Regions from separate parts of the Mus musculus genome. Here regions 2, 3 and 4 are each linked to region 1. Evidence: chromatin contacts called from public promoter capture Hi-C data. All regions are on one chromosome and are shown on one strand. Each heading gives the region's core, a stretch centred on a gene start, on an enhancer-like site or on the middle of the called end of the contact. The rest is flanking DNA. Distances are from core to core; before and after follow the strand shown. Region 1 holds the start of Ddx52 (DExD box helicase 52). Region 2 holds the start of Appbp2os (amyloid beta precursor protein (cytoplasmic tail) binding protein 2, opposite strand). Region 3 holds the start of Rffl (ring finger and FYVE like domain containing protein). Region 4 holds the start of Nle1 (notchless homolog 1).

Region 1 (6,543 bases), core at 1,965-4,464:
TCCATGTAGGCCACAACAAAAAGAATCCTAGCCTTGTAATCCCTCCCAGGAAAATAGAAGCTTTTAAACCGTAATAAGTTCAACACTGAAGAGAAAGGGTGCCAAATTTTAGGCTTATCAAAAGGAGTTAAGAAATTGGAATTAAAAAATAATTTATGTATATGAGTGTTTTTGCTATATGTCTGTATGAATGTATTATCATCACGTGTGTGCCTGATGACTGCAGAGATGTCTGGAACTAGAGTCACAGACGGTTGCGAGCTGCCTCATGGGTACTGGGAACTGAACCTGGGTCCTCTGCAAGAGTAGCCAGCATTCTTAACCACTGAGTCATCTCACCAGTCCAAGAAACTTGAAATTTTTAATTATACGCACACTATTCTTCTTGAAACTTGAGGAGCTCAGGACTTCTTATACACATACACCACGTATCTATAAACAACCAGAACTGAACTCTGATCTTTCTATAAGTGTAACCAAGCACTCCGGCACTGCACAGATGGCTTCTGTCAGTCTGCATTAAAGTAAAACCTAAACAAATATAATTAGCTTTCCATCTTAACAAAATAAATTCACAAACGGGATGTCCAGTGAAAACTCTGTACATTTTGGGAGGTGAAGGTATTTTTCGAACCTTTTCCTTTCTGAGATGTTCCAACTTTCCTGAAGTTAACTTCTTCTCTCCACTGACTTTTTCATCTTGAAGCTTTGCTTCTACAGAGGATGTCCACTGGATACCACCGTCAAAGTCTTCTTGAGCAGGAACTTCTATATTTGAAAAAATCAAAGGTATCAAGTGCAGCAGTATTAGGTGTGCCAAACTGGCATAAGGCCAGGAACAGGAGAGCTGTAACGTGGTGCAGACAGAACACCCAGGCTTGCTCTCTTCCTTTTGTTGGCTGTGTTAATTCTGAACATCAAGACAACTGTATGTGTCAAACAGGAGATGGACTGAGCATACACAGGCTACAGGGCAGCCAGCTTGTTCATCAAACATCGAGCTAGAAACTACTGTAATAGAGGAAGATTTCATGTGCAATAGCAATGAAATTACTATGCTTAGAGCTGTCCACATCATAGAAACAGCAGTTCTTCCTGTTTCTGTCAACACTGGCTCAATTAGAAGTAGACCTGACTGTCTTAATGACTAGATTAGCCAACTTTAATGTTTGTATGGTAGAACAAATATGTGAGAACAATCTAAAAAAAAAATTCTATGAGTAGTGAGCAAAGATCTTCAATGAATATTTTGTTTTTTACAAAGTCTAGCCTGGCCTTGAACTACAGATCTTCCCTCCTCCAACTTCAGAGTGATGAAACTGTAGGCAAGTATTACTATGCCCAGGTTTCTAATTGATTTTTTTTGTTTTTTGTTTTTTTAAATAATGGGTATGAGTGTTTTGTCTGAGTATCACATGTATGCCAGGTAACCAGGGAAACTAAAAGAAGGCATTCCATACCCTGGAACTAAAGTTATAGGCATTGTAAAGTGCCATGTGGGTGCTGGGAATTCAACCTGTATGCTCGGTAACAGCAGTCAGTGCTTTTAACTGCTAGGCCATCTCTCCATCTCCTCTGTGGCATTATTAAGACATAATTTTTAATTTCACTGAGACATAACTTCTAAGGAAGTGATACATATTTTTTCACAGAGTACCTCCACATTAGGATTATTATTCTCCAGAAATAGCAACACCTGTCCAAAAGGCTATGCATGACCATCATTGCAGTAGCAAGTAACAGCCAGTACCTAGGTATAATCCAGATGGCATCAACAAAGGTTGCTAGGTATGTGTTGTCTGACTTACCAGCTTGCACCGTTTTGGAACTGGAAAAAAAATGAGCATTAAGCCAATACTAACCTGAAGTCATCTTCTTTCTCTTTTTCTTCTTGGGCTCCTTACTCCTTTCCAACAGGACCCCTTGTGTTTTCTCCTCATTTGGGGGCTCCTGGTGTATTTGCAATGCTCCACATTCATCTGAGACGGACTTCTTGTTTCCGAAGAAGTCTAGTCCCTTCAGGACCTCCAAAGACTCGGAATCGAATTTCCTTTTTCCTACCTAAAACCCCAAAAGTTTTAAATGAAATTTACTGCCAGAACTGTTTCCATCCAACCGTGACTGGCTGTACGGAGGACGCAGGTTCAGTAATTCGCCTTTTTAACCTTTTCAAACAAGATTCTGTTGAGCTAAGTAGTGTGTTTAGGCAAACAGAATCCTATCAACAACAACAATGAATATTTATATACATTTACTACACGTCAAGGATATTTATTAGATATTAAATTACTTCATCCTCACACCAACCCTACAAGGTAAATAGCAGTGAGACAGAAGAGGGGAAAAAAAAATCCAGGCACCAGCAAGTAACTTAGTGAAGATCTCAGAAGTATTCACTAGCAGGCCCTGCATTTGATCCCAGAAATCCCTGCTCCAGGGTTCAAATGTAACCACAACACTGCAGTCAGGACGAAGAAACACAGACATCACCCTCCACAAAGGCTGTATTTTACAGTAAGGCTTATGTTTAAAATGTTTCACAAGTGAGTCCCAACTGACTTCCTTTCATGCTCACTACTTCTTTAAGAAACCCCCCGCATATCAGGATCACACTTTTGGTTGGCTACTTAAAATGTGGTTGGTTAGAGTGATGAAAAAACAAAACAAAACACCCCAACTCTCCACTGCAGTACAGCTATCTGTACATTAAGTCAAACTTGGGTAGCTTACAGTGAAAGCGTGCTTTCTTAGTTTCTAAGAGGGGTCTCGGAAAGGATTCCAACTTTGTGAGTAAAGTAAGATACCTGGGAATCAAAATGTCTGTGCCAGGCTCAACTGAGTCTACCGGGGCTCAGTAAACAGTCCTTCAGAAGTCTGGGGTAAATCTTAGGTTAAGCTAAATCCCAGGAGGGAAATGCTTGGGGGTGATCGGAGCCTGGCCTCGGGGTCTCCAGCGCGCCGGCTGCCCGGTTGGCGGCGGTCTCAATCTCCGGATCCCGCCCCTTCTCGGTCACGCGGCTCCCCGCGTACAGAAAGTACCTGGAATCGAGTAGCGTCTGCTGAGAAGCGCTTCACGTCGAACTTGGCGCCGGCTCCAAGCCGGCGAAACAGGTCGTAGGAATCCATCTTTACCCAGAAGGCCCCACGGCCTCCCGGCGCCTGCGTTTACCACTTTCTATCCGCGACTGCTTCCGCACAGGCCGTAGCGGAAGTCGCTCCAGGAGGCGGAGCCTGGCTGTGATAGGCGTGGAAAACGTGTGAGCTGGGAATTCGTTCACAAAATCCAAAATCGACGCTTCTTGTGCGTGGGAGTGTGCTAGACGTTTAGTGATAGTTTGATGAGCAACACGCCAATATTCTGCATTTTCGGTTACCGTTTAGAAAGGACAGAGATACTATTAACCAGTTACTGTAACTGAGGAAAATGGAAAGCATCGTGAGGCAAATTAAAAGCTGTGATGGGTTGAGAAGGGGTAGAAGCTAGTTTAGTTAGATTGGTTAAATTCAATCAAATTTGAACTGAGAAGGGGCCACTTTCCCAAGACATGGGAACAGCATTCCAGGGAAGAGAAAACCCATCTGAAGAAGGAAACGGATCTGAAACCTTGTTAGAACAGAAGCCGATCTGAGTTGCTCTCCAGTGCCACAGAAAGAAGGAAAAGGGGGTGGGTGGGGGGAGGGATGAAGGAAGAAATGAAGAAAGGAAAGAAAATTGGAGTAGCTGGAGCTAAGCTTACAGGGGCAAACAAACCAGGTCTCAACGCTGTAACAAGGGCATGATGAAGTATTTAGGTTTTAATCTAAACATGCTGCAAAACCAAAATTCATGGAAGGAGCAACTATCTTAGTTTATCCCATTTGATTTTTAGATTCATTCTCATTGTGTTTGAACTACTCGACTTTTTAAGTTTTGTATAACCTGTCTTCTGGAATGTAAGTCCACAAACATGAAGATCTATTTTTGCTTTATGATTGTATCCCTGGTTCTGTTTGCTTTCCATAAATGTTTGATGAATGAATTCGTGAAAGGGCCATACATGATTATTTGGAGTTATTTGGAGAAGGGACATGGAACAGATAAGAGTAGAAATGGAGACTAAAGTAGCTGTTGCTTTTATCTGGGTTGATAGCTATTCAAATGTGGATGGATTTGGGCTACAGTTTGGATATAGAGTTTAATGTACCTGATGGAGTTTGTGTAGGGTGAGGAAATGGATCCAGAGGTAGCTAAATATTGTGGTTTGAGCTGGGATGATGGCATGCCATTTACTGAACTAAGAAGAAAGGAAGAGCAGCCTTTTGGTGAGAATGAGAATCATGGAATTGTTACGTTTGTAGACATGTAGATCTCTACTTGATTAAGTGAAGACATCCAATTAGGTACTTGGACCCAAGAGTCTGAAGCTCAGGACTGAAGGCTGGAGAAACAAAACTGGGAGACATCAAAATATAAATAATACAATGCATAGACTCAAACATCATATGTCCATATCATTTGTGGATAGATCTATGATATAGAGAGGAGAGGGGGAAAGTTCAGTTCTAGTGAGACTTTCATTCTCGAGGAGAGCAGATGTGGAGTGAGCATAAGATGTCATGAAAATCTCTTCCCTGACTCCTCCTTACAGCTAACAGTGGGGACATCTTACTCTTTTAAATATATTTACTCCCTCTCTATAAATAGTATTTTGAGGAGACAGGAAGATGGCTCAACAGGTAGACACCAACCCTGCAAACTTGATGATCTGACTTTGATCCTGAGAACCCATGCAGAAGAACAGATAAGGCTGTGAAGACGTTTGTAGCATTTAGCTTAGGCAGGACCAAAGTTTATCCACGTTAATACAGTGGAGGTTATGGTCTCTCCCATCCAGTTATAGCCCCATGGTATTAATGGTTCCCTAGAGAGTTAACCTCCCAGGAGCTGAGGAAAGCCCTGTAGGTGGCCTTCCTTACTAGGAAATATTTAGCATTATACCAATGGCCAGCTCACTTTCCTTCTTCCAGAGAATAGATTTGTCTTGCTCGTTGAATTTGTGCTCTATATCCTTTACTTTAAAAGGAGGGACTTGGACTTGGAGCTTGGTTTAAATCTTACAGAGATCCAACTTTGTCTGCTTCCCAAGTGCTGAGATCACAGGCGTGTACCATCACACCTGACCACGTTCCTCTACCGTAGCTTTTTTCTATTGCGCTGCACTTATAGCTCCACATTGGTCCACAGACTTTAAAATTTCTGAAGCTGAGGCAATGTGTCATGCCTCTAAATACATTTGCTGAGTATGAAATCTGTTTCATATTAAGTGGTCATTTTTTAGTCTCTCTCTCTCTCTCTCTGTGTATGTGTGTTGTATGTGTGTGTGAGTGTGTGAGTGTGTGAATGTTCTGTGTGTGTTGTAGTGTGTCTGTGTGGTATATATCCAAGTTTTTTGGAGTGTGCACTTTGATGCATGCACATACACACATGTAGGTGCACATGTATGTGTGTGTCCAGAGACAGACATCAAATGTGTCTCCTCACCTGCACTTCCCTTTTGTATATTTATTAAATTTTATTATATTAATTTCATGTGTAATCATGCATTGCTACAGCATGCGTGGAGGTCACAACCCAGCTTTCAGGAGTTGGTTCCACCCTGTAGTTAACAAGAATTGATTTCAGGTTTTCAGGCTTGGTGGCAAGCATGTTTACTTGCTGAGCCAACTCTCTGACCCTCCACATTTATTTTTAGGATTATTTTATTTTATTGTTTGTGTGTTTTTGCTAGCATGTATGTATGGACACCATATTTGTGCCTGGTGCCCCAATGTCAGAAGAAGGAATTGACTCTCCTGGAACTGGAGTTATAAGTGGTTTTGAGCCACTATGTGAATCCTGGGAACCGAACCCATGTCCTTCATAAGACCAGTCAGTAAGTGCTCGTAACCAATAAGCCATCTTTCCAGTCCCACGTTTATTTATTTATTTTCAGACAAGGTCTCTTTCTGAATCCAAAGCTTCCCCAATTGGCTGGACTTACTAGCCAATGAGCGTCAGGAATCCAACTGTACTCTAAGCTACCTCCCATACCCCTGGTGCTAGGGTTGTGGGTACATGGCACCTTGCTTTGTGTATGGGTTCCCTGGTTCTGAATAGAACTCCTCATGCTCGTGTAGCTGGTAACTTACCAGTTGAGCCAGCTCCCCAGTTCTGTAAGTCTTACTGATCTAATGAAATAGGACAAACCACATAAAGATCTCTATGAATTTAACAGTGGACCTATTTCTTTAGTTGGTGCTTTGCATTAATAGACTGGAATGAATGAAGTCAAATGGGAGCCAACTTACACTATTGCTTGCCTTGACAATGTCCAGCTGACTCATTAAGAGAGCATTTCCTCTTGGGGGGAAAAAAACAAAACTATTTCAAAGTATCGTCAATAAAAGTGGAGAGGAAATTGAATCCTGGTTCTGTGTAACTGGAATTTCTCCAAAAACTAGTATGGTGTGATTGTTGGACACACATGGCTTCTCAACTGTAGCCAGTGAGAACACAACGTCTGT
Region 2 (6,543 bases), core at 2,044-4,543, 1.3 Mb before region 1:
CAGAGGCAAGGATGGGCGTGCAGGGCTGGAGTGGCAATAACTGTGAGGCCAGGGCAGGAAGATGTGATTTCAAGGCCAGCATATGCTACAAAGCAACATCCCTATCACAAAAGAATAAGGGCAATAGCAGAAAGTTGTCCTGCTCAGGCCACCATACTGTATGCATCACTTTAATTTTCATTAATTTTGATATATTGGGGATTGAGTCAAAGGTCTCTCAGCTGCGAGGCACTAGACCTCCGCAATGTGAGCCCATTCCCATCTCCACTTCTATCGGTTTGTTTTGTTAAAATTTAAGACAGTCTAAGTTGCTCACTGTATGGCTCTGGCAGGTCTGAGTCTGTGATCCTCACGCTTCATCCTCAGTAGCTGGGATGACAGGCCTGTGCCGCTCGTTCCAGCATGTCTCCTTCTCCTGAGGAAAGTCACACGTTTATCACATGTAGCCATGAGAAACATAAGGGTCATCACGGAGTCTAAGGTGATAAGTACCTAGCAACCTTAGGGGGCTGAAATGGGGTTTTCTAGTTATCTATGGTATGTATATAATAAACCACTTCGACCCTAGTGATTGTAAAATGTGGTGAGAATTTTGGTTTCTTTAAAAACATAGAAATATTATAAGAATGTGTTTTCATTTTAATCCCCAGTGTGGTATGTGGGGTTGCCCACCGAAGCTGGCTATGATCTGCCTCATGCTCTAGCCAGGGTGCCATTTTGTCAGCTGCAGGTAGTCTTGGCAAGTGTGTGCTATTTGGAATTCTGGGGACTTTTCCGAGCGTATATAAATGCTAGGGCCCCCGAGAGGGAGAGGTGGGGTTGGTGGTGGTGGGTTGTTGTTTGCTAGGTAGTTGTGGGAAGTGAAGAAACAAGAAGAAGAAATCAGATATCCTGGTGGCAAAGATCAACCTTGTCCCAAGGAACTTGATGCCCCTACTACTCACCCCGCCTGTGACCCAGGCTGTGTCCTCTTGACCAAGGCTCCCAAGGGCATCTTGCATGTTTTAATAACATCTTCTGTTTCAAAGCCATAAAGGAATCAAGAGGTCTGTTCCCAAATTAAAGACAGAGTTCAAATGCAGGGCTTGTGCATGCCTATGCTTCTCTGCCAAGCTGCTCCCAGCCCTCTTTTTAAATCTCTAATTTTGACTATCAGCATCTACGATTTTACAGCGATGGATATGTTTGTCTGACACCCTTCATCTACTCACAGAATCTGCATCCCGGTTCTGATTCTGATGAAATATCCTAAGAGATCTGCATTCTTTCACGAATCCCTTGAATATAGATGCTGGATAAAATATAGGTATTCACTTAAACTGGAAGTGGAGATAGATAATAATGTTTTAATAGGTCATAGTGAATAGTTATATAGTTTTATACGAAAGGGATCCAAAAATATATTTGAGCCCGAAAACTAATGTAGGATTTGCTAAAGGAACTATGTTTTTTCTTTTTCTTTCTTTTGTTGTTGTTTTGTTTTTTTGGGGGGGACAGAATTTTTCTGTGTAACCCTGGCTGTGCTGGAACTTCCTTTGGAGACCAGGCTGGCCTTGATATCTGCCTGCCTCTGCCTCTCTGTACTGGGACTAAAGGTGAGTGGCACCACAGCCCAGCAGGAACTATGTTCTTTATGATCTTAAAGGGGTAGGTAAAACTACGTCATGGCTCATACATCTTAAAAACTTTCAACAGAGCATGGCTGCAGGGGCCTGTAATCCTAGCTCTCAGTAGACTGAGACAAGATTCCCTGTTCCATGTCAGTTTGGACTCCAAAGCAAAGCTCCAGTTCTACTTCTAAAAAACAAACAAATAACACCCCCCCCCCCATCGTTCCCCAAAACAAAAACAACCAAACAACAGAAATTTGAGTTCACTGCTACCCACCAGCCTCCACCCCCACCCCCTGTCTTGGGAGATAGAGAATCAGTGCAAGTTTAAATCCAAAGCTAACAAGTTATTGTTCCAGGCCAGCCATGCCCATAAGTAGGACCCTGACTCAAAATCAATCATCAATCAATCAATCAAAGGGTGTTTTAGAGGTTTCTATGTTTTTTTTTTAAACTTGATAAATCTGTCAACCCTATTTTGAGGCTGACTACAGCTTTCCCAGGTTTGTCAATTATAGCCTAAGAAATCACAGGACTGAAGAAGTTTAAATGTGTGTATGGTTAATCAGTTTCACTGGATTTAAAGTGCATTTCTCCATTTGTTTGACATGCATTCTCAGACTACTAGAAGAATTTGGTAGGCAAGCCAAAACATTTAATAGATTCTTTTTTTTTTCAATGCAAAAATGGGGAAACGGGGCTTGAATGATTGCTCAGTAAAAAAATGCTGGCAACTACCTTTGATCCCAGCACTAGCGAGGCAGAGGCAGCAAGATCTCTGTGACTTGAGGCTAGCCTGGTCTACAGATAAAGTTCTAGGAGAGCCAGGGCATGTTAAACAAATTTTTCTTCTTTTAAAAAAAAAGAAAAAAGAAAATTGTCCCAGCACTCGGGAGGCAGAGGTAGGCAGATTTCTGAGTTCGAGGCCAGCCTGGTCTACAAAGTGAGTTCCAAGACAGCCAGGGCTATACAGAGAAACCCTGTCTCGAAAAACCAAAATTTAAAATAAAATAAAATTGGATAGGGGCTGGTGAGATGGCTCAGTTGATTAAGAGCACCGACTGCTCTTCCGGAGGTCATGAGTTCAAATCCCAGCAACTACATGGTGGCTCACAACCATCCCCAATGAAAAAGAATCTATGAGCTAGGGCTGAGCGAGTAGAGCAGGAGACAACAGGGCCAGAGCAAGAGGGACAGGCCTGGAACTCACACTGTAGACCAGGCTGGCCTGGAGCTCACAGAAATCCACCTGCCTCTGTCTCTGCAGTGCTGGGATAAAAGTGATGGGCCACCACATCCCTCAATATAGATTTTCTTTGTTTGAGACAGGGTCTCACTCCATAGACCTTGACCTCAGGAGATACCCCTGCCTCTGCCTCCCAAGCGATCCATTCCAAGTGCACCACCATGCCCCGTCCGTGCTGTGCACTTTTGTGAAAAAAAGATCAGTCCTAAAGTTCGTTGATCTAAAAGATCAATTCTTAAAGTTGAAGAGGGCTGTCGTCGAAAAACTCACTGAAACGAGACTGTGTTGGAGAGCCACAGCACGCTGGATAAAACACCACTCCAACTACCGCCCAGCTTCCCCGGTGTCTCGTCCTTTAGGAACAAGCACCCAGCGCCCCTCAGACGCTCCGCGCTCTTTCTCCGCAAGTTTTCCGCCTGCCGCATTCCTTCCCGGGCGCGTCGGCGCGTCGCGCGTTGACGTCATGACGCACACACGCAGCCCCGCCCATGCAGAGCTGAGAGCCTGGACGGAACTGGGCTCGCTCTCCTGTTGGGAATGTGAGGCTCTCGGTACGGTCGTGGTCTGCGTTCGTCCGGATCTTCCGTGGCCGCCGCTACCGCCGCTACCGCCAGCACCATCTGCCCTCAGGCCGCGCGCGCACGCAGAGGCCCGGCAGCCGGGTCCGAGAGGCGCGCGCACGCCCGCTCGCCCGCGTGGTCGCCGCCCCTCGGAAGCCTCCGGAGCCTCACACGGGTTCGCTACGGAGGGAGGCGGAGGCCTGCGGGAGGAGGCGGAGGAGGAGCGAGGGAAGATGGCGGCCGTGGAGCTCGAGTGGATCCCGGAGACGCTCTACAACACCGCCATCTCCGCTGTCGTGGACAACTACATCCGCTCGCGCCGCGACATCCGCTCCTTGCCGGAGAATATCCAGTTCGACGTTTACTACAAGGTACAGGCGATCTGTTCTATCGGACCCCGCCGCTGCTCCTGGGCCGCACCCCCTTCCACGTCCACGGCCCGGCCTGTAGCTCTCGAGGTAGCGTCGGCTGCGGTGGCCGCTTTCCGATACGCCGCCACCCCCGCGTCTGCCTCCCGGTCTGTGCGGCCCGGGGGGGTTCTTGTGTGAGAGCTATCCGCCATCCCCTTAGGGGCCCCAGGGTAGGCCTGCGGGAATGCCTGACCCAGCCGAGTCCCACCCGGTCCTCTAGTCGCTGGGGTATTTTCTGTCTTCTCTAGTGTTTGTATCAGCTGGACTTTTTTGTTCCGCTCCACCCCTAATTCTCCCTACTTTGTCATCTCGTCGATCCTCTTTACCCGAGTAACTGCTTTCTTTCTTTTTCTTTTTTTTTTCCCCTCCCTTCTCTAATCCGAGTTTCGTCCCTTTCCTTTCTTTCAATCCGAAATGATTTAGTTAGGGCTTAATGAAAATGGTCTGTGGGCTTCATTTGCATATCCTTGAAAGCTTTTTTGTGTGGTTTCTAGGTTTGTTTTGGTTTTTCGGTTTACACTTTGGGTTAAATTGGGAATTTTACTAATAGATTAGTAATAGACTGGATCTTTAGAAAGGACGCAGTGAAATTCCCTGAAAGCAAGAAGTAGAAATCTGAATTATACCAATGTGTATGAAAAGTGCGATTTTGCAGCATTCTTGCGTCGCTCCCTCTCAAAAATCTGCACAGAAAGTCCCAAGTTGCTCTCCAAGGAGTTTCAAGGGTAAGTGTTCATAGACGTGGACAATTTTTGCAGTGTTCTGAGAGGGAGGAGAACTTTATGGACTCGGAGCCTCCCTTTTCCTCTCCCCCACGTTTGAGTGTGAACACTGGCCTTATTCAGGGATCCTTGCTTTGAGTCAGCGAGAATTTCAGTTTCCAGTAGCCACTTTTGCAAAATATGACCAGTAGAGCTTTTATTTTTAGATCTTTAGTATTACTTGATTAGTTAGTTGTCTCCCAGCAGTGTAATTTGATATTTAGCAGATTTGTATATTCTTATCTTTGTTCGGTGTTTTAGGGCGTTTGTTTTATTAGAGAGATTGTCTGCTTTTTCCAGCTTGAGAACATTCTTTCAGAATTAGCAACTGACATACTGCAGTCTATAAACCCTGCTGCTGCTTTGCACCAACCCTTACTTAACAGGTAAACTCATTTCTCTCCTAAATACCTGGAGAAGATTCATCTTGACAGCATGTGTTAAAATTTTTCGATTTAGAAGGAAACCTCCCTCCATTCCAAATGGTTTTGATACATTGATTACTTGTGTGTGACTAATGTTAGTTTTATGCATTTAGGCTACATCGGTACCAAGGACAAATTAATTTGTTTTGCTCAACCTGGAAAACTGCTGCAGTATGTGCTATTTCTGTTGATTTTATTAAGTCATATGTATAGTGTACACCTTCTAGAGCAAGTCACTGGGAATCTAACCAGTAAAAATACCCTTACTCTCTGAATTCTGTCAAAATGCTTTTAGTATCTTTTAGTACCCTCCACTGAAATTAAAGCCTTTCCTTTGAAGATTATTGTTAGTGAGTATGCTTTGGCCTGTGTCCTGTCTCTGTGTAGGTCAGAGTTTTCATATTGCTTTTTTGGGAACATTTTATTTTTTAGTCAGATACTTGATGTGGACCTTGGTGCAGGGCTTGGAGCTGGGTTAAATACGGTCATCTGTTACATTTGTTTACGTCTTATAACTAAATTCACCTGTATAGTAGAGTATAACCCTGCAAAAACTTGTTTCCTTTTTTTTTAAAATAAGAATTACTTGTTTTATTTATGAGTACACACTGTATCTATCTTCAGACACACCGGAAGAGGGCATCAGATCCAATTACAGATGGTTGTGAGCCACCAGGTTGTTGCCGGGATTTGAATTCAGGACCTGGAAGAACAGTCAGTGTTCTTAACTGCTCAGCTATCTCTCTAGCCCTTCTTTGTCTTATTTATGCTTTTACTGTTCTGGAAGTTGAATCTAGGGTCTAGTTCATGCTACACAAGCAGTCTACTACACTACATCCCCAGATTTTTTTTTAAAGAGATGTATTTATTTATTTATTTTATGTATGTGAATACATTGTAGCTGAACAGATGGCTGTAAGCCTTCATGTGGTTGTTGAGAATTGAATTTTTAGGACCTCTGCCTGCTCCGGTTGTCTCCGCCATTCTGGTCAACTCTGCTCACTCAGTCCCTGCTTGCTCCGGCCCAAAGATTTATTATTATACATGAGTACACTGTAGCTGACTTCAGATGCACCAGAAGAGGGGGTCAGATCTCATTATGGGTGGTTGTGAGCCACCATGTGGTTGCTGGGATTTGAACTCAGGACCTTCGAAAGAGCAGTCAGTGCTCTTACCCGCTGAGCCATCTCACCAGCCCTTCTCTTAACTTTTTATGTATTTATTTTAAGACAGAATTTTTTTGGCGGGCCTGGAACTCTATGAAGACCAGACTGGTTTCTTGACTCAGAGATACACCTGCCTCTGCCTCCTGGTGCTGAGATTTAAGGGCCTTAGTGCCAGACAAATCTCCGTGAGTTGAGGCCAGCCTGGTCTATACATATGTGAGGAGTTCCAAGCTAGTCAGAACTATGCAGAGAGACCTTGTCTTAAAAAATTTATTTATTTAAAGATTTTATTTATTTTATGTATATGAGAACACTATAGCTGCCTTCAGACACAGCAGAAGAGGGCATCAGATCCCAGTACAGAT
Region 3 (6,543 bases), core at 2,022-4,521, 1.1 Mb after region 1:
AAGCCCAAGCCAGGTCCAGTTTCTCTCTCTTCCTACTGCCTGTGGATCCAGATGTAGAACTCTCACCTATTTCTCTAGCACCATGTCTGCCTGTGTGCCGCCATGCTCCCCACCATGATGATAATGCATGAAACCTCTGAAACATTAAGCCAGCCCCAATTAAATATCTTCTAAGAGTCACCTTGATCATAGTGTCTCTTCCCAGCAATAGAACAGAGACCAAGACATACACACATATGATTTTTTTATTTTTACTTTTTGGAGAAAAGGTGTCTGACCTGGTGAGATCTTGAACCTTCAGTTCTCCTGCTTCAGCCTCCAGACTGCTGGATTATAGGTCTGTGTCAACTCAACTGGCTTCGTTTCCTCCATTGCTTGTTTTATTCATTTTATCTTTCAAAAGATTTATTTATTTTATGTATATGAATGTTTTGTCTGCATGTAGATATGTGCACCCTGTGTGTACCTGGTGCTTATGGAGGCCAGAGGAAAGTATTGGATCTCCTGGAACTAGACTTACAGGTATTTGGGAGCCACTATATAGTAGCTGCAAACTAAACCCAGATACTCTGCAAGATCAACAAATGCACTTAATAGCTGAGCCATCCTTCCAGTCCCTTATTTTGAATAAGAGCAAGGTATAGTATCAGTCAGGTAGTAAAGCACTGTCTAGCATGTCTAAGGTCCTGGTTTTAATATCTAGTACACCAGCTCCGCACATACAGACAGACAACATTCACCATTAATGCCTCTATTTATCTATCTATCTACCTATCATCTATCTCTCTGTAAAAGAGTAGGATTCTTGACTCCCAAGTACTGAGATTAAAGGTGTGTGCCCTCACCAGCTGTCAACAGCTTGACATATTGACGTGTGTGTGTGTGTGTGTGTGTGTGTGTGTGTGTGTGTGTGTGTGTGTGTGTGTGTGTGTGCCGTGATGTCTGGCTGATTTTTATGGAGAGTCATATCCTGAGATGTTAGAGTGGCCCATGGTTGGTGATTTAGGACTTTGGAATCAAGGAAAGACCCAGGTTTAGTACCTTGCTGCACTCTTCCTGCCAGAGTCCCCTTGGACAAGATAATGTGTTTGTTTTACTGGTAAAAATCTATGTTATACAGAGTTACATTTTCCTTATTGGTAAAATGTGTATCTCAGGGGAGTTAAGTAGGTGATTTATGCAAAGTGCCTTTCACAGAGAGACTAGCACATAGTAGGTGCTCCATCACTATTAGTTCTTCTGGCGCCTGCCAGAAGTAACAGAAATCAGGGCACTAGGACTTAGAAGCCTTGCTGCTACTAATAAAAGAAATAATGTGATTTATTTTTTCAGTGCTGTTTGGGGAAAGGCGTGTGCTTTATAAATATGTATTGGAAAGTACTTAGCAAATGAGTAGAAATAATAAAAATATGTCAAAGGAAACAGCTCCTATAAATATGTCACTTGGTAGACAAATTAGTGTTTTATTACTACTAAATACTATTGCTCGCCGAAAAGGATTTCAGATTACTCGCACAATGGGTACATTATTGAATGCCTCTGCGGAAGGGCACGATAAAGATGAAAAATTGTGATGGTGATAACGCCTAAGGTGGAGAAAGGAGGGGTGTGGGTCCGAGGCCTCGCTCCAGTAAGCTGCTCATTATTTAGCAGCAGTCGGATGATTTAGCCACAATATGGACCAGAGGGCCCTGAAAAAAGGATTTCTGTTGGATACCATGAATTCAGGCCCTGATTATCGTCCGACTGGGGGTGGGGTGGGGTGGGGTGGGGGGTAAGTGCACTTCCTTTTCAGAACTGGGCACTCTGGTTGTGAGTTAACAACAACAACAACAAAAATCGCAGGTCTGGATCTCCTTTCACTTCTGTTTTGGACCTATTACATGTCTGTGGCTATCATTCATATCCAGAGATGGACAGTGTGGTGAAGAACCTGTGTCTCCAGCACGGCGCTCAGACCCATTTCAGAAATATCAGAGGATGGACAATGTTGGTGCGTCAAAGGAACGGAAACCAGAAAGGGAAGGGAGAAAATGATATACACCTTTGTGGAGGAAAAAGTCCGGAGAGAAGCGGAGCTCATAGGGAACTGCAGCAAAGCGAAGCTGCAGAAATAAGCAGGCAGGAGAAAGGGGCAAGGGGCGAACATCCAACTCAGGTGCCAGGGGTCCTTAGAAGGCGGGGCTCCCTGTACACTCCAGGTTGGAGAAAGAAAGAGTTTTGCATCTGAGTTCTGCTTTTCTCTGTGTGGAAGCTCGAAAATTACTTAAAATGTAGATCCTTGTTGATAACAAGCATATAACAGTACAGAGCGTGCTGGGGTGTTCTGAGAACTGGAAATAGCAAAGGGCTTATAAAGTGAGTCTGGTACGGATGCACATATTTTAGCTCTGGTTCCCTTCTGATAGTCTTTATTTTAAAATACAAGGGGTAGCACTGTGGTAGAGCACTTGTCTAGTATGTACAAAAATCCCAAGCACCAAAATATTGAATAAATCAAAATACAAATTGCTCAGGAAAACTCTGAGAGGTCTTTGATGGGAACCTGAAGCATAAGAAAATGATGTCACTAGACACCAGCCAGAAGAATTAGCATTTATATGACTTCCGTGACTAGGCATCTTCTTAGATCACTGGCTAATGATCCCCTATGCTACCCTGGTGTTTTATGCTTTACTAAGGCCTTTGTGCATTATCTCATTTAATGTGCGGGCCCAACCGGCCTTTCTGGGATGGGGAAGATATTGGAAAGGTTAAGTGCCTGCCAAAAGGTGCACGGGTGATGAACGATGGCTGGGTGGTTTCTTAGCAGTCGTTTTTATTGTACTGCAACCTTTCTCAGCTGTGTCCCCACCTTCCTAACATGAAAGTAGCTTATCCAAGGAGGAAAAGACAGGTTATGATGCCCCACTGAATTGGCTTTTAATATCGCCAAGAAACTTAATAAATTAGATGAGTCTGGGGTTCTGGAAATCTGTCGGGTACGATGAAACATGAAATCAAGGGTTCAATATTCAAACTTTACTATAAAGCTAGTTAGTGATCTTAAGGGACTTGCTCAAGATCACCACATAAGGGATTGGTTGGCTCGGCCTAGACTGGGGACTCCACACCTAGCCGGGCTCCGACAGAGGGCGCTCGCGGAGGCTTGCACTCTAGACCGCCGCGCGCCCGATTCCTCTCTATGGTGGCGGGGGCGTGCGCTCCCGCGGGGGTGGGGTGGAGGGCGGGGCCGCAAGCCGGGAGGGCGGGGCCGCACGCTGGACGGGCGGGGCCCACGCCGAGCCGCGGGGGACTGGGTTAGTGGGGGTGGACTTCCTGGGGCCGCCCGTGAGGATGTGGTTCGGGCACCCGGGCGCCCCTCAGGCGTGGAGTTGCGGCGGCCGCAGACCCCGCAGCCCCGCTGCCTGAGTGGCCGCGGTCGGGATCTGGCCTCTGCCGTCCCAGGTGTGGCCCGGCAGCGTCCGCGGCAGGTGAGGAGGCGGTGGCTGTGGCTGTGGCGGGTTGGGCTGGAGGATCCGGTGCTTCAGGCTGTGCTCCGGGGGGTGTGAGGATCCAGCTGCGCTCCGGGAGTGGGGCAGCCCTTTCCAGGAACTCCCCACCGCCAGGTCACCCCACACCTGTCCCATGAAAGTGCCGCAAAGCATTTCGTCTGTGTGCGCCGTAACCCGGGACGTGTGTCCTCAACTTGTACCCAAGTGTCGTAAGAACCCGGTAGGTCCTGGGGAAGGATGCATTTCTGTAGGACAGAAAACCGTCTACAGAGGCAGAGCTTTGGCGGCACTGGCTCTCTACCAGGAGGACCCTGGAGATTCGGAGTTTGGAGGTTAGATGGGAAGTTTGGGATGCTGCTCTCCCCTCCTCCCTCCTCCCTGCCAGAGTCTGCTGTCTGCCTCTTGGGAGTCGACCTCTGTCCCCGACGTGTGTTAGGTCGCCACTGTGTGGTCCTGGCCGAGACTCAGAGGGAAGTAGGGCCCCTCTCCAGCTGGCTGCCCAGGAGACATTTGACCGGGCATGGGGAAGTCTGGGTAGATCAGGGGAGTCCACAGCCTTTCCTGGCGTCTGTTTGAGCTCCGATTTAAGACCGGTAGAAAAAAACAACAGCAGCGTACTTCTTCCTTTTTTCTTTTTTTTTTTAAAGCTGTCATGGGGGTGGGGGGGTGCTGTTGTGTAATCGAGGAAGATTTCCACATTCCTCTCAGTCCACCACGGGGAAGATTATTCTTAGCTCGGAAATGGGGTTTTACCCACAACTCACACTCTGTGCCCTGGTTAAAGGCTAGAGTGACGCATGAACAAACACCCCAGGATGCGTGTGGCCTTCCAAGAAAATAGTAACCTCCTTATGTATGTTTTGGCTGGTGGCTTGGAGAACCGAGAGACTTCCTGTCGCCACTTTTGAGAGCTGCATGGTGGTTCTTGCCTTGACAGTTCAGTATACTGAAATGTGGGCAAGGCTGTTCGAATACTGTGGCATTTTTCTAGGAATGGAAGGGGACTATGTCCTGGGCAGTTTGTAGAGTTCTAAGACCAAAACTGGCCGTATATTTCCTTTGTGGCAGCTTCCTTATCCTTCCCTCCTCTCCCCCCCCCCCCCATTCTTTCTAATGTTAGCAACTGTTTGTAAAATTTCATATTTGCTAATTCTGGACTCCAGAGTACAGTTAAAAAGTTGTGGTTTATTGGAGGACAGTAGCAGATTGATGTGTCAGGGCTAATTAATAACTTGATGGTGTTCAAAGATGTCCATGTAACAGAGGATACACACTCACCTTAATGTTTAATCACAGAGCCCAGTACATTAAAACTTCTTAGGCCGGGCAGTGGTGGCGCACGTCTTTAATCCCAGCACTTGGGAGGCAGAGGCAGGCGGATTTCTGATTTTGAGGCCAGCCTGGTCTACAGAGTGAGTTCCAGGACAGCCAGGGCTATAGAGAAACCCTGTCTTGGAAAATCCAACCAAAAAACAAAAAAGTTCTTATATTGATTAGCTGTGATCCTGACTCTTTACACTGGGATCCAGGGTTGTAAATCCATCAAATTGACCAATTTAACCAAGTGCTAAAATAAAAACAAAAAAAGAGAAAGCTGTTCTCAGAAAGCTTAAGTTCTTTCTTTCTTTCTTTCTTTCTTTCTTTCTTTCTTTCTTTCTTCTTTTTAGGTTTTTTTCGAGACAGTGTTTCTCTGTAGCCCTGGCTGTCCTGGAACTCACTTTGTAGACCAGGCTGGCCTCGAACTCAGAAATCCACCTGCCTCTGCCTCCCAAGTGCTGGGATAAAAGGTCTGCGCCACCAGGCCCAGGGCTTAAGTGTTTTCAAACTTTCTATCCACCAAGCCCATTGACCTAAGTACTTAGTAACATGTAATAGAAATGCCTGGTAAAGGGATTTTCATTGACATGTTTAACAAATAGCAACATTAACAAAAAGATGGTTTCCTTTCCAATTACAGGAGACTTGTGAAGTTTAATGCAGCCACTTTGGACTGTGTGAGCCACACCTGCTACTTTCTGACATCATCTACATAAACCTAAGGAATGCTGGGGAGGGAGCTAGGTACACTGGGTTTTATTCCTATCATAGAATCTTTAATACTGCTGTTATTTTAATGGGGTGTTAGGGACTTTTATCGCCAAACTTGTGCTGGTAATATATTTATGTTTGGAGAGGAGAGAAAGATTAACTGCTGCACCTCACAGTCTGTCTCTAGAGTTTAGAGTTGGAGTATCATTCAGTTTGATGAGACTAGACCGTTTAGATTGCTCCTAGTGAAGTCTCAAGGGAGGGGCTGCTTTGCTTGCGTTGGAATTGAGTACTTGGTGGAGGCTACTGGTTCTTAGCACTGTGTAGGGAGCTGGTGGTGGGAGGGGGTGGAACTGAGGGTTTTGCCCATACTACAACCGTAGCCCAGGACAGCGAGGGCTACAGAGAAAAAAAAACTAAAAAAAGAAAGAAAGAAAGAAAGAAAGAAAGAAAGAAAGAAAGAAAGAAAGAAAGAACTTAAGCTTTCTGAGAACAGCTTTCTCTTTTTTGTTTTTATTTTAGCACTTGGTTAATTTGAATTACCGACATCTGTGATGTTGGCAATTGAAAGGGCGCTCTTTCCATATGCAGACTGGCATTCCCATTCTTCAGTAGGGGAATGTTCTGGTTGCTGTCTCTTTCTGTGACTTTATGTTAGCCATGGAATTTTAAAATCCTAAAACCAGTTGAGCTCTCAGGTCTCATAAATGCCATCTCACATAGGTAATTGGCCTCTTGTGTAGCCTGTAGTCCGCCCTGTCCCCAGGACTTAACAGTTGCTGTGCACTGGACAGTGGTCACATCTAATTCTGTTAAGCTGGTCTTAGTCTAAACCCATTATCTTCTCTCTCTCTCTCTCTCTCGATGGTCAGGAAGTGTTTCTACTTTGCTTTCCGTATTCAGGCTGATTAGGCCACATTTTGGAGCCTGGTTACAACTGAAGCAGAGCTAAGCAGTTCGTTAAGAGTTCTGCGTGTTTTTAAAACATTTCCCTTTTACAAAGCAAGCATCAGATCTCCAT
Region 4 (6,543 bases), core at 3,023-5,522, 1.0 Mb after region 1:
TTTTTGTCTCCTTATCCTAGGTCTGGCTCTGAAGCCCCTAAAGTGAAATTAAACCTTCCTTATTCCACCTGAGAGCCACCTTCCCTGAGCTACATACTGCCAGATACCTCATTTCTTTCTCTAGTGGTTTCTTAGCCTTCAGAACCTACAGACTATCATAGCACGTAATAACAATGAAAGCCAGATCCAAGCTACTGCTCAGCCATGCTGAGTGAGGGTAAAGTGTAGAGCTCACCTCTGGAAGCATCCGAGGCTGCCTGGGCGTAGCTCTCCTGAGAAACAGGAACGAGAGATTGGAGATTAGGGAGGGCCCAGTGGAATCAGCATTCCCTAAGTGAGGGGAGGAGCTAACCTGGGAGGCGGGGGTGGGGGGGGGGAGGGTGGGGGGGGGGGTGCTGCAGGTTATCAGGGGCTTGGGATGCACCCTGTGCCTGGTACAGAAAAGCACAGGCTGTAGTGCCAGGCAACCCTAGCTTTAAATGCCAGCTCCTCTGCGACCCGGGAAAGTTTGGTCAAGCTACTCCCGCTTTCTGAACCTTGGGTTTCTTGACTGAGATATGAGAATGAGAGCATAGGCTGTCGCAGGGCTCTCTTCAGAGGAGTGGCCCAACATATGAAAAGCACCTGTGTTGGGCCAACTGTGACTGGTGAATTCCTGCTTCTCTAGAGCAGTGGCCGGGGTAACAGGAGGCACATTTGCCAACTCAAGGGGTCTAGAGGGCATAGTGAGGATGATGATGGCTCACTTCCGTCAGGCCATCACAGCCTTGCCTCCAGCCTTAACCTCCCTCATCCCACCCACGCTGTCCTGTCCCAGACCATTTTCAGGCCGCAGGCTGCCCGATTCCGGTAGAGTGTAGCTAGCAGAGCCTTGTCCTTGGTCAGCTTCAGGGCCTGGCTGTAGCTCTTGGTGGCCGCCTTGTAATCCTGGAGCTGAAAATGCCGGTTCCCCTCCTCCTTCAGCTGTGCCGCTTCAGCCTCTGCCATCTGCGGGGACACCAACAGCCCTGTGTGGTCAGCCTTTTGCTGGACACCCAGGACAAGGCTTTTAGCCTGATAGCTAGGGCCCCAGGTTTCCCTCTTCGCAGTGTAGGATAGTAATTCTGCTGGCAAGGTATCCACTCCAGCCCCCCTAAATCCACTGACCACTCCTTCCAAAGGACATTGGTGTTTGTTTGGGGCTTGACTCCCACTGAAAGGGTTGTCAGAGTCCCTAAGCTTCCCTATCTGTCTCTTTCAACCAAAGCAGGCCTGAAGGCCTGAAAGTCCTCCCATCTTCTCCTTACCCAGGCTCCCAGCCTACTCACAGTCTTTCTGCACGATGCCTCCTCCTAGGCACTGCTCTGAGCTCTGCGGTCCACCTCAGACAGCTTGATCTGCTGCTCCCAGCCCCCACCCTGCAGACTTTATCACCCCAGCCAGTGACTCCAGACTATATTTGGCCACAGGGGCAGGTGCTCCTGGAAGCTGTCATTGATACAGGGCCCTCCCCCTGCCTGGACTGGACATCCATGCCCACGTGAAGGGGGTGACTCGCCTCTGGCCCTCGAACACCTCGCTCAGGGGCAGTCCTGGAAGACTTTAGACTCATACCTCAAAGTGTGGGAGAAAGATCCAGAAGAGACAGGAATATCCCTTGGAGACTTGCCCTGCCTAGGCAAGTTATAATGCCCCTTCCCCACCTCCGTCCCCAGATAAACAACCCTCCCCCCATCACCACTACTACTGCTATTTTGGGAGTAGAGTGACAGCTGAGGGGCTGATAGACTTGGACACACAGCAGCTGCCCAGGTCCCTCTGGAGACTTCCAGAAAGGACTCTCTGGAGGGAGGGGGAGAGCAGAGCAGAGGAAGATCCCTTCTTGCTTCTCTTCATACTTGTTCACAGCCCAGCAGGACTTGCTGACTCGTGTCTGAGCGGGTGTGTGTGAGCAGGTTGCCGTTTGAGCATGCTTGTGTTCCATCCCTCCCTGTCTGCGTTGATGAACACACCCAGTCCCCCATCTGGCTGTGACTCCCTTGGATGTCGGCTCTCTTCCTCTGGATTAGATTCCATCCTCCTAGGGTAAGGACTAAGTCATACCTGGAATCCCCTGAGCTCAAGGACCGTAGCCCACCTTCCTTGGATCCAGATCTCTCCCAAGACAAGAAGAGGCTCCCTCTACAGAAGTGGCCATCACCGTGGTGGATGGGTGTCTCTGGGAGCTGGCATTGCTTATTTCTCCTCAGTCAACTTTAAAAGGCCTTCCTCATGGAGAGTCAGAACTCTCCTGTCCTTCGGTGTCTGCTCCAGGAGGTCAAGATTGCTCTTGGGGAGCTTCTATCACCATCCCAGGTACAAAGCCTGGCAGACAGTGCCCTGGTGTTTTGAATGAATGAATGAGTGAATGAATGAATGAATGAGTGGGGGGATAGATAGATGGATCTTCATTCTTATGCTCTGCTCCCCTCCCTTTTATTCTCCCCATACTTCCAGTATATTTCAAAACACACCTGAAAGATACTGAAGAAAAGCCACACACAGGGACACCCACAATAGCCTCTGCAAGTATGACTGTGAGTTTAGAATATGGATTCACAGCTATGTGACCTTGGACAGGTCCCACTGCCCTGTTCAATGAAAGGCCTAGTCCTAACACGTGAGCTTGTTTGTTTCTTGATTCTCTCGCCTTTGTTTTCGAAGCTGCCTTCAGACTGGCTTCAAACTCCTAGACTTAAGCAATTCTCCTGCCTTGGCCACCTCTATAGCTGGAACCAGAGCTGTGCGCCACGTCCATCCTAACACACAGCTTCTGGATAGTGATGGGTAAGTGGGTGGGTGGATAGACAGATGCTCTGCTTTCATGGGATGGATCCCAAGCCTGGAACCTCATTTGTGGTCCAAGCAATGAGGTATTGACAAAGGATCCCACTGCAAGCAAAGAAGCTTTGGTTCTGTGGCGTTTGGATCAAGGGATCCTACATTCAATTCCTGATTTCATAATTCAGTCCACAAGCGTTTCTTCTGTGTCCCCTATATACCGGGGGACATGACTGATAATGAGGAAATGACTGAAAATGCCGGAAAACTTGGAAAACACAGGACAAGACAGACAGGGTCCCCGAAAAACCAAAAGGAAAAAAGAAAAAAAAGAAGAGAAAAAAAAGAAAGACAGGGTCCTGGGAAAGGCTTCCCTAAGTAATTGAACTAATCTATGCAAAGTTCTGAGAACACTATCTGGCAAAGAATAGAGGCTCAATTCGCTTTGTCGGATGAATGAATGTATGCATGTAGGAATGAGTATATTTAAGCCGAGAGATAAACAATGTGAAGAAGGCCAGAAGGCAGCGTCCCTAGCAAATGGAGTCGTTGTTCTCAGATGAGGAAAAGCCTCCAAAGAGCACACGGGTCCCTCTGGCCTTCTTCAACTTTTATTAGTCTCGTTTGTTTGTTTGTTTGTTTGTTTGTCTGAGACAGGGAGTTCTTTTGGAGACCTTCAATGTCCTGGAACTTACTCTGTAGACCAGGCTGGCTTTAAGTTCAGAGATCTATCTGCCTGTCTTTGTCTCGCAAGAGCCTGGATTAAAGGCATGTTCTACCACAACCTATTTAATAGTTCCTTATAGGCTCTATATTCTTTGAACTTGTACAAGAGGAGAGCAGAGACTCAAATCTGTCCACAAAAGTTCCAGACAGAATAAATTGCCTATGCAAAAGCAGATACAGGAGAGGGCCACACCTTGAAAGAGCTCAGAAAAAAAAAATCCCAAAACAGCTGGGCACCGCGGCCCATCCGATATTCCCAGCATCCCATCCTGGGAGGCACAGACAAGAGGATCATGGAGTTCAAGGTCTACTTAGGCTACACACCCTCAGCCTATCTCAATACATACATGCATACATGCGCGCGCGCGCGCGCACACACACACACACACACACACACACACACACACACACACACACACACACATACACAAACTAAATCCCACAAGCCCACCTATAAAAGTTTCTGCCTCAACCCAATAGTTTTCTGGTTTGTATTTTCACCCCTGCTGCCTGGACCCTGGAAGTGTCATCCTCCACCATCTCCTGCCTCTGTGAGCTAGGCGGGCAAATCAATTAATTTCTCTGAGTTTTGGAGACTAAAATTGGCCAGAATCGCTACTGTGAAAAGAAGGCGCGAAGGGAGGCCACCATTGGCAATCCCGGCCTCCGAGAGCGGCTTGACTCCTCCGAACACGAGAGGGCGCTGTAGCCGGAGGTTGCCCGGCGCGACATGGATTTAACGCTCCGTCTTTCCGCCTCGGTTCTCCTCCACGTGGGGACGCAGGATGGCGGCGGCGGTGGTGGTAGGTGTACGCGCACGGGGCGGGGATGCCGGGTCTCCGCGTGGGGTACCGAGGCCCGAGGGGAGGGGAGGGGGACTGACAGTCTCGCGGCTTGATTCTGCAGGAAGAGGCGGCGGCAGGCGACGTGCAGCGGCTGCTCGTACAGTTCCAGGATGAGGGCGGTCAGCTGCTGGGCTCCCCGTTCGACGTGCCAGTGGACATCACGCCGGACAAGCTGCAGCTGGTGTGCAACGCGCTGCTGGCCCAGGTGAGCACCCCAAAACGAAGCCACGGTGTTCCGGGGACCCAGCTGCTCACCGACAGTGTCGGTGGCGTGGATCGGCCCCAGGAAAAATGTTCTCCGCGCCGACTCACCTACAGACAGGCTGTGTTTTGAACGCGTCGGATGCAGTGTTTCCGTGACTTCTTGTCACAGCCCAACATAAGCATCCCCATTTTACAGAGATGCCCAGCGGGATTAAATTTGTCGCATGGTGGTATGCAGTAGTTGGGATTGAGCCGACTCCCGCTGAGGGCAGGCATTCATCCCTCCGAGCAGAGTTCCTCTTTACTCTGTTCTTGCCTTCAGGAGGAGCCCCTGCCCCTGGCGTTCTACGTCCACGATGCTGAGATTGTGTCCTCCCTGGGGAAGACGCTGGAGTCCCAGTCTGTGGAGACAGAGAAAATCGTCGATATCATCTACCAGCCCCAAGCTGTCTTCAGGGTCCGGGCTGTGACGCGGTGCACCAGCTCATTGGAGGGTCACAGCGAAGCTGTCATTTCTGTGGCCTTCAGCCCCACAGGAAAGTAAGGACATGGGCAGAATCTTTGGGATGTGGAGGTGTGTCCTCTGACAGGTGGAGAGGACCATCCTGAGTTATTATTCACAGGGTCTTAGGCTGCCTGCCTGTCATAGACTTGGGGTCTGGACTCACGTTGCAAGTAACAGACTTTCTTATTGGGGTTTGGTCCCCAAAGGCTAAGAATAGTACCTGGCTCAGAAGAGCCTATCTTGGTTTGAACTACTCCTTTCCGAAGTCAGGTTTCTGCATCTGTTACTTCCCTATGAATCCTTTCTTGTAGGACTCTAAGAATAAGAACAGTTGAGCCAGGTGGTGGTAGTCCACACCTTTAATCTCAGCACTCAGGAAGCAGAGGCAGGCGGATCTCTGTGAGTTCAAGGCCAGACTGATCTAAATAGTTCCAGAACAGCAAGGGCTACATAGAGAGACTCTACCTCCAACAACAGAAGAATATGAAAAGCTTCAAAAGCTTTTTCTAGAAATTTCCAAGGAGGTAGAGACTAGGCGGGCAGGTCTTTGTGAATTCTAAGCCAGCCTTTTCTACAGAACAAGTTCTAGGTCAGCCAGGGCTAACCAGAGAAACCCTGTCTTTTAAAAAAAAAAAAAAAAGAAAGGTGCGGGGTGGGCTGGAGAGATGGCTCAGGGGTTAAGAGCACTGGTTGCTCTCCTAGAGGGCCTGAGTTCAATTCCCAGCACCCCGTAAGAGCTCACAACTGTCTGTAACTCAAATCTCAGGGGATCCAATGTGCACATTGTGTACAGATACATGTGTAGGCAGGATGCCTGTTCATGTAGAATAAAGATTTAAAAGCATTAAAAACACATACAAAGTGGATGGATGAATGGAGTGAGTGAGCTGTTCCTGTTGGGAAGGAAGAAGAGAGAAGTGGCCTCCTAGGGTCTTTTCCTAGATGGCATTAGTGTCCTATTTCTCCTCAGGGAATGGAGAGTCTGTTCCCAGAAGATGGTTGGCTAGGCAGCAGGAATACCCATGCGCAGTGTCTCAGGGTGGGCCCCACCACTGCAGCAGTCAAGCGGCCTCTCTTCCCCAGGTACCTGGCCAGTGGTTCCGGAGACACCACTGTGCGCTTCTGGGATCTCAGCACTGAGACACCGCACTTCACATGCAAAGGTCGGTGTGCCTTTAACCACTTACGGGGGCTTAGTGCGTGCCAAGTGGTTAGCTCAGTAGCTCCTGGTAGGGCCTCAGAAGACTCCAACCCATTAGCACCCTGTTCACAGCTGCCTGCTCCTTGAGGCCAGTCAGCCACTTAGAACGAAGCAGATACTGGACTGAGTGTGGGGTATAGGGAGGAGCTAAACTACTGGTTGTAGGGACAGCTTGAAAAGGCTCTGCCAGCTGGGTGGTGGTGGCGCACGCCTTTAATCCTAACACTTGGAAGGCAGAGGCTGGCGGATTTCTGAGTTCAAGG

Evidence for each region. Promoter capture Hi-C pulls out the DNA fragments that hold promoters and counts their contacts.
Region 2: a contact with region 1 is called in a promoter capture Hi-C map of hippocampal neurons, with 5 times the contacts expected there. The contact joins the promoter of Appbp2os here to the promoter of Ddx52 in region 1. A contact is called at or near these places in 2 of 39 promoter capture datasets (hippocampal neurons and pre-B cells).
Region 3: a promoter capture Hi-C map of pre-B cells shows a contact between it and region 1, with 2.7 times the contacts expected there. The contact joins the promoter of Rffl here to the promoter of Ddx52 in region 1. A contact is called at or near these places in 1 of 39 promoter capture datasets (pre-B cells) and 1 of 9 other capture datasets (pancreatic islet).
Region 4: a promoter capture Hi-C map of hippocampal neurons shows a contact between it and region 1, with 2.6 times the contacts expected there. The contact joins the promoter of Nle1 here to the promoter of Ddx52 in region 1. A contact is called at or near these places in 2 of 39 promoter capture datasets (hippocampal neurons and pre-B cells) and 1 of 9 other capture datasets (liver).

What each region holds. Positions count from the first base shown.
Region 1 is chr11:83,938,761-83,945,303 of GRCm38.p6, reverse strand. Ddx52 (DExD box helicase 52) reads right to left here and starts at 3,214. Exons shown (of 15, transcript NM_030096.2): 1 at 3,040-3,214; 2 at 1,863-2,061; 3 at 635-768. The coding sequence starts at 3,126.
Region 2 is chr11:85,231,916-85,238,458 of GRCm38.p6, reverse strand. It overlaps Appbp2os (amyloid beta precursor protein (cytoplasmic tail) binding protein 2, opposite strand), which reads right to left and starts at 3,293. Exons shown (of 4, transcript NR_028329.1): 1 at 3,127-3,293; 2 at 1,212-1,319; 3 at 945-1,048; 4 at 155-415. Appbp2 (amyloid beta precursor protein (cytoplasmic tail) binding protein 2) reads left to right here and starts at 3,339. Exons shown (of 13, transcript NM_025825.3): 1 at 3,339-3,787. The coding sequence starts at 3,650. It overlaps Gm38935 (a long non-coding RNA gene), which reads right to left. Exons shown (of 4, transcript XR_003949582.1): 4 at 5,737-6,543.
Region 3 is chr11:82,867,938-82,874,480 of GRCm38.p6, reverse strand. Rffl (ring finger and FYVE like domain containing protein) reads left to right here and starts at 3,271. Exons shown (of 7, transcript NM_001007465.3): 1 at 3,271-3,473. Rad51d (RAD51 paralog D) reads left to right here. Exons shown (of 10, transcript NM_011235.4): 10 at 1-1,418.
Region 4 is chr11:82,906,124-82,912,666 of GRCm38.p6, reverse strand. It overlaps Nle1 (notchless homolog 1), which reads left to right and starts at 4,272. Exons shown (of 13, transcript NM_145431.2): 1 at 4,272-4,328; 2 at 4,432-4,575; 3 at 4,897-5,114; 4 at 6,163-6,242. The coding sequence starts at 4,311. Unc45b (unc-45 myosin chaperone B) reads right to left here and starts at 1,414. Exons shown (of 20, transcript NM_178680.4): 1 at 1,308-1,414; 2 at 820-987; 3 at 236-272. The coding sequence starts at 987.